2 separate regions of the Danio rerio genome follow, and region 2 is linked to region 1. A link is a contact called in public Hi-C data. All regions are on one chromosome and are shown on one strand. The core of a region is the stretch at or near the end of the contact, and the rest is flanking DNA. Distances in the headings are between cores, read along the strand shown. Region 1 holds the start of zgc:92591. Region 2 holds the start of agap3 (ArfGAP with GTPase domain, ankyrin repeat and PH domain 3).

Region 1 (3,101 bases), core at 439-2,938:
ACCACTTGGGACACCCTAGCAACCACCTAGCAACGCCTTAGTAACCACTCAGAACACCCTAGCAACCATCTAACAACCACTTAGGACACCTTAGCAACCACCTAGCAACACCTTAGCAACCACCTAGCAACCACTCAGAACACCCTAGCAACCGCCTAGCAACACCTTAGCAACTACCTAGCAACCACTTAGGACACCCTAGCAACCGCCTAGCAACACCTTAGCAACCACCTAGCAACCACTTAGGACACCCTAGCAACCGCCTAGCAACACCTTAGCAACCACCTAGCAACACCTTAGCAACCACCTAGCAACCACTCAGGACACCTTAGCAACCACCTAGCAACACCTTAGCAACCACCTAGCAACCACTCAGAACACCCTAGCAACCGCCTAGCAACACCTTAGCAACCACCTAGCAACCACTCAGGACACCCTAGCAACCACCTAGCAACGCCTTAGCAACCACTCAGAATACCCTAGCAACCACCTAGCAACCACTTAGGACACCTTAGCAACCACCTAGCAACACCTTAGCAACCACTCAGAACACCCTAGCAACCGCCTAGCAACACCTTAGCAACAACCTAGCAACCACTCAGAATACCCTAGCGACCACCTTGCAACACCTTAGTAACCACTTAGCAACTAGTCAGAACACCTTAGCAACTGCCTAGCACCACCTTAGCAACCACCTAGCAACCACTCAAAACACCCTAGCAACCGTCTAGCAACACCCTAGCAACTAGTCAGACCACCTTAGCAACTGCCTTGCACCATCTTAGCAACCACCTAGCAACCACTTAAAACACCCTAGCAACCGCCTAGTAAAATGCTAATTCATGCTAGAATCATGCTAACAACATGCTAATTCATGCTAGAATCATGCTAGTAACATGCTAATTTATGCTAGATTTATGCTAACAACATGCTAATTCATGCTAGAATCATGCTAGTACCATGCTAATTCATGCTAGAATCATGCTAACAACATGCTAATTCATGTAAGAATCATGGTACTAACATGCTAATTCATGCTAGAATTATCCTAGTAGTATGCTAATTCATGCTAGAATCATGCTAGTAACATGCTAATTCAACCACTTCAAACTTTCAGATTCGGCTTTTCAAGCCACCATAAAGTTTGTCCTCAAACTTTAATATCTAGTTTTTATATTGCTCTCTCTCTGTCTCTCTCTACACACGCGCGCACGCACGCGCACACACACACACACACACACACACACACACACACACACACACACACACACACACACACACACACACACACACACACACACACACACACACAGGGGCTGCTTTAATTTAACTTACTTAACAAATTATTTTTTACACAACTAGTCTAATTACGTAAATTGACTAATACTATGATATTATTTCTTGGTCATTTCAAGTTCACAAAATGGAAGACCAAATTATATGTTTTGGTTTTATGACCAAAAGCATGCAGCTCATGTCGTAAAATGTAGGTAGTCTAATACGTTTAACAGTTTCACTTACAAACTGATTTATGTGACACTTAATAGAAAAAAAGCGACTGGAAAACATACTTGATCTCTTGAAGACTGATCCGAATTCCGTCCGCCACGCGAGATTGAGCTCAGACGCTTTCCAATTAGTGTTCACTTCCGTACACGTCATAAATGGCTGATGAAGGCCAGCTGGAGATCTGCCAAACGGCTAACCCGTCAATGAGAGATTAAAATATTGCTTAGTGTTATTAATATATGAATATCCATGATGTCTAATGAAGGAGCAAAAAAGAAGGGCAAAGCGCCAGGGGACAAAAAAGGATCTAAACGGAAGTCAAAGAGAAGGGAAACCTATGCAGTGTATATCTACAAAGTTTTGAAGCAGGTGAGTGATGCGTTTATGAATAAGAAAGTTTAAAGAATTCATATTTATTATGTGAAACTAATAAATTCTAATGTAAATTACGATTAAAACACGTGTATTTAACACCACGTGCGCTTTATTCAAGAATGAATCATTGAGTCGGATCTTTTAAATGAGTCAATTGAACTGATTCTCCAAACGATTTAAATACTCTTTCAGAGGGGTTTAGGAATCATTCCTCGCTCAAATTGGCATTATGAATTGTTTAAACGGACAAGAACTATTTCGATAATGTTAGTACACATAATGTAGCCTACTTAAAAGGTTCTAAACTTATTCTTACCTGAAACAAATGTCTTTACTATAACGTTAAAGCATTACAAAACTTTATTGTAAGTATCAGTGATTTTATATTTTGCTTTTAAATGCTTTAATTGGAATTTGAATTATTGTTTAACCTAATAAGAGTCGGTCACTTTACATTACAGTTTTGAAGTAACTAACCTTTAAACCTACAGTTCTCATTAATAATATTAATAAAATTCATCAGCTTGATCAATCTGAATCTTCTATTGAATAAGAAAATTTCATAAGCCTTGAGGATTTATAAACTAATATGACATTTTCATTTTAAACTATCACTTTTATTAAAACTATTTGAATGTGCTCAGTGTTGTAAAGTATCAAACTAAAAATACCCAAATTACTGTAATTGACTAGTTTTCTCAGTAATGGTAACTTACCAAGTTGTTTTAAAAATGTGTAATTTCCCTTGAGTGCGTTTTTAGTGTGGTATCAGTACTTTTACTCCAATTCTTTCCTTCAACCTGCAGTCACTACTTTATCTTTTCCTGTCTATGAGGATTAGAAAAATCAGTCCTTTGATTCCTGTCCGATCAAATCGCACATAGAAGGTAAATCGTCTCACCCATGTCTTTGAGGTTGTTCATTTTGATTTATAATTGCAGCAAACTGTTTGGAAGCATTAAAAGTGTCCAAAATCTTTACACACATTGACCCAGAGACTGTTTAGATGCGTGTCACTGATGAGAAGATGACGGATGTTTACTGTATGATGACCGAAATGGCCTTAAACATCCAGCAGGCACATTAAGTCAAATTGACATGGTCTCCCAACGTCGTGGGGACATTACTTTTTTATTTGGAAATAAAAATTGGGTTGACATCAGAACCCAGCATCAGGTTGACGTCAATGTCCAACCTCTAAAATCAACCAAACATCA
Region 2 (3,101 bases), core at 414-2,913, 410 kb after region 1:
TTCATATGCTCAAACTGGAGTTGTTCTGGAAGCTTGGGGTTATGTAAGATTTCAAACTACTGCAAATAATGTAATTAAACTATTTAACAGCAAATCAAATGTTTAAAAGATCATTATTCCAAATACTATAGTGTCTTATCTGCTAATTCGTCATTAAACTATTAAAATGCATTGCATTTATTGCTTGTTGGCTATCAAGTGGTTGTTCATTGTTCATCCATAACATTGATTTCTATTCATAGATGTGTTGCATACGCCATCAGCTTTTGTGATGCACTGTAAAACAGTTTGTCTCTAGATCCAGAGTCAATGTCTTTGACAAAATCAATGGGAAAAACTCATTTAACCCAACGGCTGATGAACAAACAGTGGATGGGAGGAAGCTTGGAAAGCATTTTCCAGAAGGGCTTATGATAATGAAACAATCAAACCTGCATTAAGATCTGCTGTGAAAATCCCATCTGACTGGCATGTCGATATTAATGCAAAGAGCTACAGATCTCTGATACACAATTTGATTTGCATCCACAACACACTGATGCATTTTGCAAGCGTGAGCTTATATAAGCATGCCAAACAATCCATGCAGAGGAAAGTGTAATCATCAGCTGTACTTTTTGTGTGCATCATCATCGAAAACAAATATTTGGTTTATTATTGTTTAATTGATGTCATGCAATACATATTAATTTATTATGATTTTTTTTTTTGGAGAAGTTATTATTAACAAGGCTATCAGTAGCCCCTAATTGGTATGATTATGACAACACGCGGGCTGTACACTCATTTACGTCGCCTTGTGTTCATGCACCATCTGCTTTACACTGACAGACAATACAATGTTTCATTGTGGCATCAATTAATCTGGCCTTGCGCTTACCTTCAATAGAGATCACATGCTCGCGAATCTGGTTCTGGAGGGCCAGGTCATCGATGCGCTCGATCAGGTCGTATATTGCATAAATGTTCGGGTGGACGGACTCGAACCGATGGATCTCGGCTCTGATGGCTGCTGAGTTGGACAAAACGAACTGAGAGCCCGGCGGGCCGGACTGCGCTGCAGGGCCCGATACGGTTCCCGAGCCAAACTGACCCGCCCCGGAGCTCCCGGACGATCCGGATCCGAACTGAGGCGGGATTTGCTGAGGAACGGGCACCGGTGCGGGTACCGTGCCCGGGGTGGGCATGGCGGGCTGGGACTGCTGAGAGATCCCGGACACTGACACCGAAACCGGGACGCTCGACTGGTAATTCATCGTTGTGGATTGAGGAACCGCTCACGGGAATAATAGAACTGCCGCGTTTGGAGTGGTTTTGGAGAGCGCGCGACGAATCCGCACAGCACACACTGTAGTTTGATGAGGAATGATAACTACTATATGTGACGCATCAATGGGTTTCCAACAATCCGTGCGCCTTGCTCATAATAGCAAAACTTCAGTCAGCATCATTGTTCCCAGCGACGATCTCGCTCTTTTGCGCGTGTCCTGTCCTTTTTTTGCACACAATGAATGTCTTTCAGATGGACACACCTTTGTTTTTTGGGCGATCTTCTGGACCGAATCTCTCTCTGTTTTGCTTCCCAGCCTGAAGCGAACACAATGAGGCCGGTTATCGCAATGCGCCCGAGTCCATTGACTGACTGAATGCGACGGTTCTACTCTGAAGTCATAAACACGTTTGAATCCTCTTTTGGTCCAAGAAGTCCCTCCCCGGCCCCCACCTCCATCCAAACGATGTGGAAAGTTTGATTCATTTAGCGAATCGGTTCACTTATTGAACCTGTTCAAAGAGTCGAATAGCCGTTTTGTTTGAGTTTTTTCTCAAAAGGGTGCTTATGTTTTTATACATAAATTTACGTTGATATCAGCGATAATTCTGTGAAATTTCGAGCTCAGAACTGATGTAAAGTGCTCACTCATACGTAACTGCACATTTACAATGTAAAAAAAGAATCTGACAGGAAAATAACGAATCTCTAATTGACGTTGCAGTTTATTAAAATTAGCACAGACGTCATAATTTTCTTCAAATATGAAAACAAGCGAAGGAATAAAATCCTGACGTTACCTCAGATAGGCTATATCCTTGTCAATTACAACGTTGTTTTGATTAATTCCTTGCAATACATAAGTTATCATTAGGTTTGCTTATTAAATGTATCATGTAAGACACAAGACACATTTCTGATCCTATCTCACCTAAACAATCATAATCACAATAATAATACAATCACAATCACAATAATAATAATATTATCTTATTATTATCTTATCAGATAATAATGACTGATCAGCTATAATGACTCATTAAAAACTGTTCAGTCTATTATATTGAATGGTGGAAACAATGCTCCCCATTCGGCCGTCTCGATTGCAATATTTGTGAAATATAGTAAAGTAAACACTATTGTTTATTGTGTACAATATTTATTAACCACATATATCAAAATATATCGATGACGATGTTCAAAAAGACGTTAATAACACAACATCCGTCGTAACCATATGGTTTGCCTAGATTGTGTGTCCTAGATTGTGTGTGCCTAAAACGTGTGTGGTTCTGCGGGCCTGCAGCTGGATATTATTGAAACAATCAGCCCTGTGATTTCCAAACACGACTCGCAGTAGAGAATCATTCAAAAGATTCGGTTCGATAGAACGATTCGACCACTACCATGCACTGCGACGTCACACGTCACGTAACGGTGCTAGAAATGGGGGAGTGAGATTCGATTGGATGTTTGGGTGGTGTTGGTATAATAAAGCGATTGATGCTTCGGTATTATGTAACCAGATATTTTGCTTGACGGTTTAATACTTATAATTGCTCAGTCCTTCACCGGCACAGGGCACACTCAACAAAGAGATCTACCGTTTTTGTTTACAGGTTACAGCTTTAGCAATATCAAAAGACCATAATTTACAGTTACTAAAGTACACATTAGACACGTCAGGCTGGACAGATCTATTGTTGGGTTTGCCGCAAAAAGAAATGATGCCCTGTTCACTTTGAATGCAACATCAGGGCATCTTCTTGCATATATACTAACAAGATGCACTCTTACAGGCTACTGGTGGTAAAATTGAGTTATCATGTTT

What was found. A called contact is a pair of places that touch in the nucleus more often than the background predicts.
Region 2: a contact with region 1 is called in a Hi-C map of an unstated tissue, with 3 times the contacts expected there. The contact joins the promoter of agap3 here to the promoter of zgc:92591 in region 1. A contact is called at or near these places in 2 of 18 Hi-C or Micro-C datasets (hematopoietic stem cells and an unstated tissue).

What each region holds. Positions count from the first base shown.
Region 1 is chr24:38,251,385-38,254,485 of GRCz12tu, forward strand. It overlaps zgc:92591, which reads left to right and starts at 1,689. Exons shown (of 2, transcript NM_001002724.2): 1 at 1,689-1,878. The coding sequence starts at 1,762. The region is part of intron 13 of agap3 (ArfGAP with GTPase domain, ankyrin repeat and PH domain 3); the gene reads right to left.
Region 2 is chr24:38,661,707-38,664,807 of GRCz12tu, forward strand. It overlaps agap3 (ArfGAP with GTPase domain, ankyrin repeat and PH domain 3), which reads right to left and starts at 1,664. Exons shown (of 14, transcript XR_012399506.1): 1 at 881-1,664.